Linked DNA regions of Gossypium hirsutum: region 2 is linked to region 1. A link is a contact called in public Hi-C data. All regions are on one chromosome and are shown on one strand. The core of a region is the stretch at or near the end of the contact, and the rest is flanking DNA. Distances in the headings are between cores, read along the strand shown.

Region 1 (3,728 bases), core at 883-3,382:
ATAATGTCCAAGTAGCATTCCTCAGCATGGATAATTTAGAGCGCTCATTTAACTGAGCCAACAATGGCATAAGTGCACCATTACCAAGAACTAGATCTCTACAACTTGGTGAATCTCCAGCAACATTACCCAAAGCCCATACAGCCTAAACAGAATGTATAGGAAACGAGGATAGGAAACACATCAGTTGCTGGAGCTAAAAATGACTATCAGAACATGTGCACATAGATCAAAGGTAAAATATACTGCTCTGGCAGGTAAAGCACATGCAGAAAATGTAATAGTTAAAACTAAAACATTAACGATATAAGTTACTTGGGATGTATGAGATTTTTGTTATTCTAACAGGTACAGCAGATAAAAATGAGTTATTGAAAAAAAAATGGACCTGCTCGCGAACATCATCACTAGCAGAGCTAAGCAGCTGAACAAACATTGGAACAGCACCATGTTCAATAACAACCCGTGTGTGCTCAGATGTACCAGAGGCAACATTGGTCAAAGCCCAGGCAGCCTCAAACTAAAATCAAAGGGAAGTAGTCTCAGTAATGATAAGATCTCGTATACAAATTATTTCAATTTAAACAAAAGACACACAAGACATCATACTTGCAATTGAGGTACATCTTGTCTTCCAAGAAACTCCACAAATCGAGGGACAACTCCAGCTTTGATTACTTCATCAATTGGAGGACTGCGCTCTACAAGTAAAGCAGAAGAAAGTCAACAACGTAGATGGACATATTACTTAATAAAAGATCTGTTAAGAATATGAATTAGAAAATGGAAATTACCTATAGATAACAGCTTCCTAAACTGAGTTGTGGCTTCTAATTGTGAGGCAGGATCTTCCGACCACACCCCTTGTACCATCAAAGGGATACTTTCCAACTGTTAGATATCACCACAAGTAATACGTTCAGGATCCAAATAATGAAAAGCCTAAACTGGGAGGATCAAAACCGTAACAAAATCCTCTCCCACACTTCCTCTACATTCGGGCAGACCCGATGGTTAGATAACCTAACTCAAGAACAGTATGTTAAAACACATTTAACCTTTACCAAATCTCAACTCTGCCTCATGAAAACACTAAAATTTCCCCTCAACCACATTCATTTTATCAACCAACAAAACCAATCAGCAAACGGTTATTGGAACAAAACACTCCTGCCATAGAAAAGCTAATAGATCATAGAAAATTAGAATATTGTAATCCTAAATAAACAACCCTAAACCTCCACTTTTCCCTTTTCTGTCAATTAAAACAAACATGTATTTCATCAAACCCTTCACTCAAAAGACTAAATCTCAAATACTTGAAACAAGAGGGAAATTTTGCAGCAGACATAAAAGAAGTTTTTTTTTGGTTTATTTTAAATAAAAAAGCCCCTTCCTTTATCAAAATACTTGTACCACAGAAAAATATTAGGAAGGAAGAAAAACAAATCAAGTGAGTTTAAAGATCTCCATTGACTTAAGAACCCAAATCTTGCTGAAATCTTCTTCATTTTTCTAACATAAGTTAATAATGGAATATCCTTCCTTTCCGATCGTAAGAATAAACAATTGCAATCGAATAATAACAGCAATGATAACAAAAGCTAAGTAACAAGCAACAACTCAGTAGCATCAAGATCCCAAAATTCCCATAAACAAATCCAATCCAATCCAAACCCATCAATCGAAACACCCAAAAGAAAAAGAAAAAGGGTACCCTTTTCTCAATAGCGGCAGCATTTTGGACAGCATCAAGCAAAGGCTGCTGAGACTGAAGAAGAAGGCCTTCTCTACGCTTTTTAAGGAGATTGTCTTCGCGCTTGTTCTTCCTGATCTCAACCAAATTGTCCTCTCTCCTCCGCCTGGCTTCGTCCGCGTCCACCCCCGTCTTGTAACTCTTCTTCCGCACCTCAGTTCGGCTACCTGGTCGAAGCGACATTCTCTTCTTTTCTGAATCCCTGTCTTGATGTGTTTGTAGAATAAATGAAAAGGGGATCGATTCGTGGGTGAAGGTACAGAGGGTAGACACAGAATGTGAAGTAGAAAATCGATTGCTACTTTTCCCTTTTTATATATACTACATTTTATGCTCTAATACTCTTAACTACATTTTGACAAACTCAGCGACTCACTGAGCTGAGTCGACCAACAAAATACTAACTTTAAAAAGGTTAAAATTTTTATAAGTCCCTGTACTTTTTAAAATATTATAATTTAGTTTTTATACTTTTATTTCCATGAATTTAGTCTCTCTAGTTTTCATATTTCGAAATTCAGGTCCAATTGTTAACGCTATTATTTATTTTATTAAATTTTTTGGTGTGACATTTTGAAATAAAAAAAAATTCATTTAACTACTATGTAATTAAAAAAAAGTAACATTGTAATAAATATGAATTCAACAAAAAAAATTAACAAGGTTAATAGTTAGACTTAAATTTTGAAATCTGAAAAGTAGAGTACTAAATTCTTGAAAATAAAAGTATATGAACTAAATTTTAAATTGTTGAATAATATAAGGACTTATAGCATATTTTAACCTTTAAAAAATTGTTATGGAGTGATATGGACCATTCTTTTTAAGTTAAAATATTCCATAAGTCGATGTAACCTTCTTAAATTTAGAATTTAATCCCTATACTTGTATTTATAGAAATTTAGTCCCTCTAATTTTTTAGATTTTAAATTTAAGTCTAACTATTAATACTTTTAAAATTATTTTGTTAAATTTAAGCTCATTATAGCGTCATTTTTTAAGTCAAATTGTTATCAAGTGAGTGCTTTTTTTATTTTAAAATATTACACCAGCTAATTTAACAAAAAAAATTAAGAGGGTTAACAATTGGACATGAACTTTAAATTATAAAAAGTAAAAAAACTAATTTTTTGAGAATAAAAATATATAGATTAAATTCTAAATTTGTTAAGAGTATAAGGAGCTATAGTATATTTTCACTTTCTTTTCAAAGGAAAATAATATACTATATATTTAGCCCAAATGACAAAAAAAACACCTCCAGGTTTAGGGTTCATAATTATGAAAGACGGCCCAAAATAAATGGAGTACGTAAAAGCTTCAAAGTTTAATGTTTACCTTCACAATTTCACGCCCACCAACCCTAATTTAATAATTTCTGTACCACTAATTACAACATGCCTGGAAGTTATGTGGAAAATTTTCTATGTACTCTTTATTTTTTATTAAAAAAATAGATAAATTTGTCCAATACATTAAATTAAAGAATAAATTGATATTTTTATTAAAAAATTTATCCATTTATATTACTAAAAATTTGTCTCTATATGCTGACATGAGATATATATAACACGTTATATGTTACTATTCAGTTATTCTGTCAACAATACAAGTTCTTAACAATATAAATAAATGAAATTTTAATAGAAAAAATTAATTTACTCTTTAATCTGATGTACGAGGATTATTTTACTTAATTTTTTTAAGCAAATGAAATAGAATATAATCTAATTTCGAATACAAAAACTTCTATCATACTCATACAAATTCAAATTGAGTCAAACAACCAATGATCTCTAAGCTTAGCGTGAGTGAGAACATAAGCTGCTGACAAGAGTATGAGCAAAAGAAAAGTACTAGTAAGAGGACAAGAGCGTTAAGAATGCTAAAAGGGTTTATTACAATGCTGAAGCTCGTGCTCAAATGTGGGGTGGGGTGACTTGCTCCGCATTACATCACTTAATCAAGCGGT
Region 2 (3,728 bases), core at 532-3,031, 180 kb after region 1:
ATTGAGATTAAATTTTTTTTAACTTAAAAAAATTTAAGAATTCATTTTAGTCCAATATTTTCTCATCAAATTATAAAAAAAGAATTGAAAAGGCACAAAAAAAAAAGAAAAAGAAAATAGAGGAAGAGGGTGGTGGAGCCCATCCATGTTGTCGAAGCATCAAAGAAGTCAAATAAAGAGTGGGCTCTCTGGTCATGGGCCTCTACTCCATAAATTGCCCCCTTTATTTAGGCTACTGCTTCACCTCTTCTCTCAAATTTTTTTCTTCAGATTTTGCTTTAACTTTCCCATCTCATTTCTTTCTTGTACATTACATGCAATGCCAATAAACCCTTTTATGTACCTGACCCATGGACAGATTCCTTTTTCCTTGTATTTGGGCCTGTGTTTTGCCCGTTAAGCCCATAAAAGCAACCCTTAAATCTCATTGTGGTCGCCATTGGCAATAAAAGAATTCCGAGGGATCAAACCCTTCTCTAACATCTCATTAATAAGTCCATTTGCAGTCTCCTAGTTTGCCTTTCTTACATAATCTCTTTACCAAGACATTGCATGTCACAACATAATCCCCGGCCTTCTTACCTTTCTTAATCAGAAATTAAACAGTTGTCTAGGTTATAACAGTGGGATCAATGCCCTTACTTATAACATCATCAAACAGATTATAACCAAGTTCCAATAAATGGGAGAGGTTGAAATCTTTACTCTCTTACCATATAAGGTAACTATAAGATATCAATAAAAATATATAAAGTAACCATTGAGACCTTATATAAAAAGTCGGATTGTATTTTGTTCCATTTATTAAAAATAACTAAATTAGTTCTTATATGTTGATTAAAAAGCAAACTATTCATTATGTTAAAAGTTTCATCCATTTTTATTATTAAAAATTGGTTGTTGTATGTTAACATAAAGTATACGTGGCATGTCACATGTTACTATCTAGTTATTTCATTAGCTAAATTAGTTTTTAATAGTACAGATGGATAATTTTTTAACAGAAAAAATTAATTTGTTCTTTAATCTAATATATAATGATTGATTCACCTATTGTTAGTAGAAAGAGTAAATACAATCTGACTCTCGGTACAAAGTTCTCATGGTACTTTTACTGTAACAATCAAGTTAGCAACCTAAGAAAAGGAAAGAAAAAAAATGGTTTCTTTAAAATATCTTAGAGTGAGGTCTAGGTTATCCTTAGAATTAAGCAGTTGTTGCAAAAGTATGACAGGGTAATCTTTTTGGAGATGATTATTAAGGCTCTTCCAGTGTTGCTTCGATAATGAGTTCCATGAGGATATGCTTGTTTCAAGGGAAAATGTTGCCGAGTCTAAATTTCCCATGTACAAGGATGGGTACGGCATGCAACAGATAGGGCTTAAAGTAACAGTAAGATGTTATTTGAGATTTTTGTTCTCTCTCGTGCAGAGTGAAACATTCTCGACTCAATTTCTAGTAGTGCTTGAGTGTTTATTTTATGTCTTCTATAGTTTCTATGAAAAATTAGAATCAGTACAATAAAAAAATTTTGAATTGATACCTCATGTTTAGACTATCATGGTAGATGTAGAACAAGAGTTGCTTCATGTAACTATAAATGAAATGAGTTACCGCTTTTTGTTTTCACTTTATAATTTATTGTGTTTTATTTATTTATTTATTGTATAATTTTTCATTACTTTTCTTTTCTCATCCTTAAGCCCAGTAGTACTTTCTAGGAGTCTAGACATATTGGTACTTGGTCCCAAAGAAAAGGGCAAAAGGGTAAAGTCAACAAAATCCAAGGGTTTATGAAGGGTTTTAACTCCACCTCCATACTGCCTAATAACCCCCATTTTCCGCTTGAATCTTCTCCTCCAATGGACTCTCTCTTGCTGCCATTTTAACCAACCGCTTCCTCATAAGATTCCTTTTCTACCCCTCGACTGCTTCTAAATCCCTTCCAATGCTGAAACTCCTGTCTTCCACTTCTTCTCGTGTCCACTGCCTCACAACACCGACACCGAGCCTCCGAATCAAGCAGGAGCCCAATTCTGTGTTCTATGCATTGGGTCGACTTACCGGGTTGACTCAGAGGAGCCCTAAGAATTCGTTCTTCAGGGCTTGCTTCTGTTCTGATTCCAGCAATGGGTCTGGGTCGGGTTCTGGGTCCCAACCGGCGGTCGAGGTCGACGAAAAGGGAGCTGAGTCACAGTCCGGGTCTGACTCGAAAGCGTCGTCCGCGATTGTGTCTACTTACCCCAAGCCAGAAGATTATTTGACGGTTGGTTTCGGAAATTATGAATCTTTTTTCGGTCGGAGTTTGTTTAGTAGCACAGTTTCAAGAAAAAAGTTTTTTTTTCCCTAAAACCTCTTCTAAAATTTGTTGCTGTTAAAAATTATGAATTTTTCTGAATGTTCATTGGTTTTTGCTCTTCCAGGCTACTGTTCAGGTAAAATGGGCTCTTTTCATAACATTTATGGTGTCAATTTTTGTTGGACTTGAATAAAAAAAAGTTTAGTATTGTGACATTGATCGGATTTGATGAAATGAGTGGAAATTAGTGAATTTAGAAATCCATGTTTTGTACTGCTTTATTCTCCCTTGAACATAGTCAAACAAATTGTAAAGTTTTTTACTTCAAGGGTATGTCTTGAAATTATGAACTGCATTTCCAAACAAAGCTCGGTATTTGTTCTTTACCACGTTTGTTTATTGAATTGTTTATGTTATTTGTTGCAGGTTTTGGCGTTACCTTTACCTCATAGACCCCTTTTCCCTGGATTCTATATGCCTATTTATGTCAAGGTATGACATGCTGTCCACTTACATGGACTATGAAATTTTCCCATACGTTTTTTCCTTAGGGCAGTGATAATTTATGAAGTATGTAGTATGAGCTACATTGTTGAACTCTATGTTCTCTTATGGTATTACAGTTTATAGCTTGCAAACATACAACATAAATCGGTTATATGCTCGTATAAAGTGTTCAATGATATTAATCAAATTCAAACTCTAGTTGGATCATTTCTTATGAATTTTATTGTAGATCTTATCGTGATCAACATGTATCTATGGCATTGTGGAGTTAAGAGGATGAACCTTGAAGTGGAGTGTTTCATATATTAGATTTTTTAGAGCAAAATTGTTGTTTTATAACTCAGGAAATCTCCACTTGGTGCTCTGTATTCTTCTACTTAACTTTGGTGATAATATCCTGTTGAGTTTGTAGCTTGCACCATTAGCTAGGAGTTGCATTCAATGGATTTGCTTAGCATGATGCTTTCTTGTGCAGGATCCTAAGCTGTTAGCAGCTTTGCAAGAAAGCCGAAAGAGGCAAGCTCCATATGCTGGTGCTTTCCTTCTTAAAGATGAACCAGGGACTGAGTCTAGCACTAGTTCTGAAACAGAGAAAAGTGTATATGATATTAAGGGAAAGGAGTTGTTTAATCGACTCCATGAAGTTGGCACCCTTGCCCAGGTATGTAATTTTTTTTTTTTTTGCTATTCTTTTAAGTAAAATAAGGTCCTTCTATATCTTGTTTGGTGTTAAGTGCTATAAATTTAATGCCATTTAGAGATGTATACAACCACAAAACATGTCCCTTGATGCATATATTTATAATGTAATCTTTTCAGATCTCAAGCATCCAAGGAGACCAGGTTATCCTTATTGGTCACAGGCGGCTTCGAATTACAGAAATGGTGTGTGGGAACAATCCTCTATTCATCTTTTCACCTT

The links. A called contact is a pair of places that touch in the nucleus more often than the background predicts.
Region 2: a contact with region 1 is called in a Hi-C map of leaf, with 2.0 times the contacts expected there. The contact joins the promoter of LOC107893893 here to the promoter of LOC107893816 in region 1. A contact is called at or near these places in 2 of 34 Hi-C or Micro-C datasets (callus and leaf).

The regions. Positions count from the first base shown.
Region 1 is chrA08:121,848,253-121,851,980 of Gossypium_hirsutum_v2.1, forward strand. LOC107893816 (importin subunit alpha-4) reads right to left here and starts at 2,133. Exons shown (of 10, transcript XM_016818906.2): 1 at 1,718-2,133; 2 at 795-891; 3 at 610-701; 4 at 389-520; 5 at 1-145. The coding sequence starts at 1,939.
Region 2 is chrA08:122,032,708-122,036,435 of Gossypium_hirsutum_v2.1, forward strand. LOC107893893 (lon protease homolog 1, mitochondrial) reads left to right here and starts at 1,782. Exons shown (of 21, transcript XM_041075098.1): 1 at 1,782-2,266; 2 at 2,726-2,791; 3 at 3,282-3,467; 4 at 3,626-3,691. The coding sequence starts at 1,949.